2 separate regions of the Zea mays genome follow, and region 1 is linked to region 2. A link is a contact called in public Hi-C data. All regions are on one chromosome and are shown on one strand. The core of a region is the stretch at or near the end of the contact, and the rest is flanking DNA. Distances in the headings are between cores, read along the strand shown. Region 1 holds the start of LOC100282287 (harpin-induced protein). Region 2 holds the start of LOC103641426 (cleavage and polyadenylation specificity factor subunit 6).

Region 1 (2,700 bases), core at 145-2,644, 550 kb after region 2:
AGCTATGAAATTATGGTTATAGATGGTGATGTATTTGCTAAATCACCTATATCCAAAACTCTGTGTATCATCTCAATCTGCAATCAATACAAATTCGAGAAAAAAAATCCACTGTACCGCTTACACTCAAGCAAAGAGTTCTATGCTGTACATTACACACTTTGTTGAACTCTGTTCAGGTTGCTTACGATCTAAGCTACTGACCTACTGTGTGTTGCAGCTAGCCACTAGGACGCAGCAACAACTGAGCAGCCAAGAGATCGACAAAGCTGAAGAACCAACTTCGAATTCACATGAATCAACAATAGGTATGTTCCGCTGTTCTCGGGCCATTTCCATCATCAGTATAAAAAATAGCTAAGATTTTATATATAATAACAAAAGAAAACGAGGGGAATTTTTCTAGAGCCAGTCATTTTGTTGTGCATCTCCGGGCAACAAGAACTCCAGAAGGAGGGGCAGTGAGTTCCAGCTGACAGACCGTGTACATCCAGTACGAGTAGTGGCCGAACCTGAACCTGGCCTCCACTTTGAAGGCGCCTCTGATTGTGTACACCACCCTGTTGCTCCTCACCTGGTCCACCATCTTTACCGCCACCTGGGGCGGCAGCAGGACCCGGCTGGAGAGCAGGTGCATGTTCAGGAGCTGGGACTGGCCTCGCCGCTGCGCGAACGGAGGCAGCGCCTGCACGGCCATGGGCCTGTCCTGGAAGAAGAGCTCGACAGTGGCGGACCGGAACACCAAGTCGATCTCCCTGTTGGGGTTGGAGATGTTGGCAACGAGCGTCATGTCGTTGTTGAAGTAGGGGGCCGGCGAGTCCACGTAGACGCTGTTGAGGATGGCGTTAGCGGCGTCGAAGGACGGCGGCCTCGGCTTCACCGCCAGGAAGACGACCAGGGTGACGACGCCTGCGACGATGAGGAGGATGCTGAAGGCGAAGCAAGCGATGGCCGCGCACCACATCGCCGGCGAGGTCCGCTGGCGCGGTTGCAGGATTACCTTGGAAGGCGCCCGCGCTGGCTGCCGGGGCGCCTGTGGCTGCCTGGTTATCGTGGGTGGATCCACCGGCTGCGACCGTGGCAGCACCGGTGTCTGCTCGGTCACCTCGGACTGATCCACCGGCGGCGGCGGCAGCTGTGGCAGGGCCGGTGGCAGCTGCTTCATGCTCATTACCTTGGTTATGATGGTTCTTGGTGATTGGAGGTGGTAGGGAGCGCCCATTTCGGCAACGCCACAGCTACCAAGTTCAACAAGGCAAAGAAGCTCAAGAGTGCAGAGAGGCCTATTGGGGGAAAGCAAGCTAGAGAAGAGCAGCAACAACAACAGCAACGAGAGGCAGCCAGGGAATGGACAATGGAGTGGTGGAGTTAAAAGGAGTCTGATCGATTGAGCCTAGTGGTGGTGTACCTCCTTCCAAAATACGTAAAGAGAGAGAGGCTTCGAGCGTGGGGCCACTGTCTCGTGTTCCTCCACTGAAAAAAATAGAGCTGCTTCCAGCAAAGGTGTGGGGTGGGACAGCGTTGCCGGCTGCCAGCAATTGATTTGTTATCTTAGAAAAGCATATTTCTTAAGGTGGACAAAGGTAAAGCTTGGGTTATTCTTGGCACTAACAAATAGTAGTACTAATCTGATGCTCGGTGTTTCATGATTGTCGCTTGGAATGTGCTGTTCCCTACCAACACATGCATGCCCAGTTGAAGCAGTGGGTCGTCTGCCCATGCTTTCGTCGTGCAGTTTTTAAGATTGGCCAAGCAGATTTTAAGATTGGCCAAAGGTGAAGAAGAATCAAGCAATAAAATGTGTTACAATCGTTGATCTTCCTGTTGACGAAGCAGAGGCGAGGTGAGATGAGAAGCAGAGAAGGAAGGGACAAGTTGCCGCTTAGCCATGGAAAGAAAGAAAGAAAGAAAGAAAGAAAGGCGCTCCTGGACCAGTTCCGTTTCGTCTCGAATCGAAATAAAGGGCAGCAGCTATGGGGGGTTAATTCATGACTAAGGAACCCAGATGTGCTGACACAAAGACCGGCCTCCTGGGGGGGACATCCATCCATGGCTTTTCTTTGGTGCAGTGCCGTAGTGCCCCTGCTTTTGTCTGCGACGTCGTCGAAAGCAGATGCCGCACTGCGCGGCTTTACATGGGTATCTTCGCCTCCTTTCGTGGCAATTAATCTTTTGTACCCAGCGCAAAAAAATTGATGAATATAACATTAACTTGCATCACTCAGTGATTAACATATTACAAATAACGTAAACATAGACAAAAATAACACCACTGTACTTGTTGCTCCTGATACGTCGGCCCAAGCAATCAAGACCAAGTGACACGGCCCAAGCAATCAAGAACATGTCCCATTCAACAATCGGATGAAGGTATTACTGTAATATGTCCATTCAACAAAGGCTAGGACCTAAAGTATGTTCGTAACTTTGGTTATTTTAATTATTTTGGATTTTTTTTGTAAAGCTAATAAAAGCTCTACAACTTAGAGCTGAAATCACGTCAAATCGAGGACATCCAAAATTATGAGATAATACCAATTCATCCACCTTACGGAGAAAAAAAAAGAATTTTAACTATTATATAATTTTTTTAAAAATAGTCTATTTTTTTTTCTATAGCTCGCTTTTATTCTCTCGGTTCTCACTATGTGTTAGTCTCATGGGCTTGCGATCCTCCCACTAAGAGCCATGTATTCGTCG
Region 2 (2,700 bases), core at 131-2,630:
GTGCAACCATCCCCCCATTCCCCATTATCCCGCGGCCGCCGCCAGCTGGGCCCATCCTGTTCCTCATGTTACCAACAGGGCCTCTGTTCCCCATGCCTCCGCCACCTCTTCCCCAATTTCCACCACCTCCGCCTGCTCCACCACCGGCACCAGATCCAACAGCTCCTCCACGCCCACCACCATAATTACCGCCCACCTGTGGCCCTGCGGCACCACCGCCCCCTCTGCCACCCTTGGGCTGCATATTCGATGTCTGTGCAGCCATAGCCTGCTGGTTCTTCACCTGCGCCTCGCCCATGCGGCGAACGCTGTTGGGTGTGGCGAATGCCACAACACATGGACGTCCATTAAATGTGTGCCCGTTCATGGCCTCCTTGCAGGCAGCAGCTGCGCCAGGGTCATAGAAATCGACCTGGCAGTAGCCCTTGGACTTGCCGCTGGCCTTCTCGTCAAAGAACCTCACCTCCTTGACCGAACCATACTTGATAAGCTCAGATTCCAGATCCGCGTCCGTCGTCCACCAGTGGAGTTCCCCCACGAACAGCGTCGTGCCGCCAGGGCCGTCACCCCCGCCAGCAGCGCCACCATTCCCGACCACGATGGGGCCGCCGGCGAAGTTCCCTCCAGATCGGTGGAACCCGTCGCCTTGCTGAATCTGGTGGTGCTGAGCTGGCGGCGGCGCGGGCGCGGCTAGCGGCTGAGGCGGCGGATGGAGGTTGGTCTGACCTGGAGGTATGCCAGGAGCAGGGACGGCCACCCCCGGGATGCGTACCTGCTGCGGCGGCGGCGGGACATGCGGCGGCGGCGGTGGGAGGGTGTGGGCCGGCGGCTGCTGCTGTGGTGGCGGAGGGGGCTGCTGCTGTGGCGGAGGATGGAGCTGCTGCGGCGGTGGGGCCTGCTGAGTCGGAGGCCGCGGTGGTGGCGCCTGGTGGGAGGCGTGGAGGAAGCCGTCCCCGACGTTGACGTCGTTGTATAGGTCGTCGAAGTCGTCGTCGTCTCCGTAGTACTGGTCTACGTCCTGGACCGCGGAGATAGCCTCGTTGCGGTGGAACGCCGGGTCGCCGGCGGGGTCCATGGCGGCGGCGGGGCGATGTCTAGGGTTAGGGTTTTCGGGATCCGTGTGGGCGGAGGGAGTCGGGAGCGGAGGTGCAGCAGGTGGAGCTGGTGTTGAAGTTGACGCTGTTGGCGCGGGCGCTGAGGGGGTGGGGCCCTGGTGTCGGTGGCTTGTGCGGAGGAAGGTGTGAGAATGTTCCCTTGTTGACTGATAGTGGGCTTCTATCCAGTGGGTCATAACGTGTTGTGAGTCTTTCAAGCCCAGTAGAACTGCGCTTTTCCCTTTTTTGTTTTCTTTTTTTCTGACAACACAGTAGAACTACCCTTGTGAAGCTCAAACGTCATCGTCTTCTACCCTCAGAAATGGTAGATATGCATGTTCGCTCTGGTTTGCTGTAGCTTTAATTCGGGTGGAGCTATGACTTCTAAAGTATTTTATCTCTATCGATTGCAGCTGCAACAGTTCAAACAGCTACGACGGCTATGACTACAGGGCAGCCAAACAGATTATCATCTCTGGTTTGGGAGCTGCAGATAATCTCTAGTTTGGGAGTGCTGACAACTGGCATCCCATACTATTAAAACATCATCTTTTTCTAGCTTGAACTGGAGCATGAACATAAGAACAAACTCGAGGTGACACTCACTCGCACCGTCAATCACACAGTCAAGTCTAGTCAAGCTTGCAACCACTCTTGCATGCATAACTGCATACATACGTATAACCGTCGGATTTGAGAGAGAGGCAGATCCAACGGTTGCAAATAAACATGCCAAAAATACCCGCCCATTTTCGGCCTCCGTATGGCGCGCACCACCCCATCGGCTACCGCCCTCGTCGGCAGGCCGCAGGCGGACGAGAGGAGACCATGCACTCAACATGCCGCGACGCAGAGAGACAAACAGAGACCCCCCAAACATAGCCACCGACTCCACCGTGCTCCTCTCATCGTCGCTTATATATAGCTCCCGTGGCGACGCTAGCTACCTTCCATGTGTTGTGACACCGCCACACACTAGTCGGGGAAAACGATCGAACGAGCACAGGCACGCACGCACCATGGCCCGCGCTCTTGCCCTCTCCGCCTTCCTCCTCGTCGCCTCCGCCGCCGTGGCTTTCGCCGCGGAGGCCCCGGCAGCCTCGCCGAAGCATTCGGCCTCCACGCCGTCAAAGGCACCCAGCAGTTCGCCCGACAAGTCTGAGAAGGCCCCCACGGCGTCGCCTGAGAATGCTGCAGAGACACCGAAGGCAACCCCGGCCAAGGCCCCGGCGACGGCCTCCAAGTCAGAGGCGTCGCCTTCCGAGGCGCCCGACTCCGGGTCCAGCGCTGCGTCACCTACTAGCGAGAGCGCCGCGTCAGAGAAGGCCCTCGCCGGTGCCCCCAAGGACTCGTCGGCCAGCCCTTCCGCGTCCCCGTCCGAAGATGAAGCCGCCGCATCGCACGATAGCAGCAGCGGCGGTGGCAGTGCCGCCTCGGAAGAGCCGTCGACGGCCGAGGCCGGCGGCGAATCAGCCGATAGTCCACCCGAGCCAGCCCATGCTTTGGAGTCACCAGCAGAGTCTCCTGGCCCGGCCGCTGACCACGAGAGCGGCAGCCCGAGCATGGGCACCGGTATCGTCCTGGCCATGCTGGCCGCCGCTGCCAC

The links. Hi-C and Micro-C count contacts between places; a contact is called where the count stands out from the background.
Region 1: a Hi-C map of ear shows a contact between it and region 2, with 2.0 times the contacts expected there. The contact joins the promoter of LOC100282287 here to the promoter of LOC103641426 in region 2. A contact is called at or near these places in 6 of 25 Hi-C or Micro-C datasets (bundle sheath, ear, endosperm and 2 more).

Annotation. Positions count from the first base shown.
Region 1 is chr1:187,538,413-187,541,112 of Zm-B73-REFERENCE-NAM-5.0, forward strand. It overlaps LOC100282287 (harpin-induced protein), which reads right to left and starts at 1,395. Exons shown (of 1, transcript NM_001155199.2): 1 at 96-1,395. The coding sequence starts at 1,222. The coding sequence ends at 413.
Region 2 is chr1:186,985,954-186,988,653 of Zm-B73-REFERENCE-NAM-5.0, forward strand. It overlaps LOC103641426 (cleavage and polyadenylation specificity factor subunit 6), which reads right to left and starts at 1,381. Exons shown (of 2, transcript XM_008664777.3): 1 at 1-1,381. The coding sequence starts at 1,291.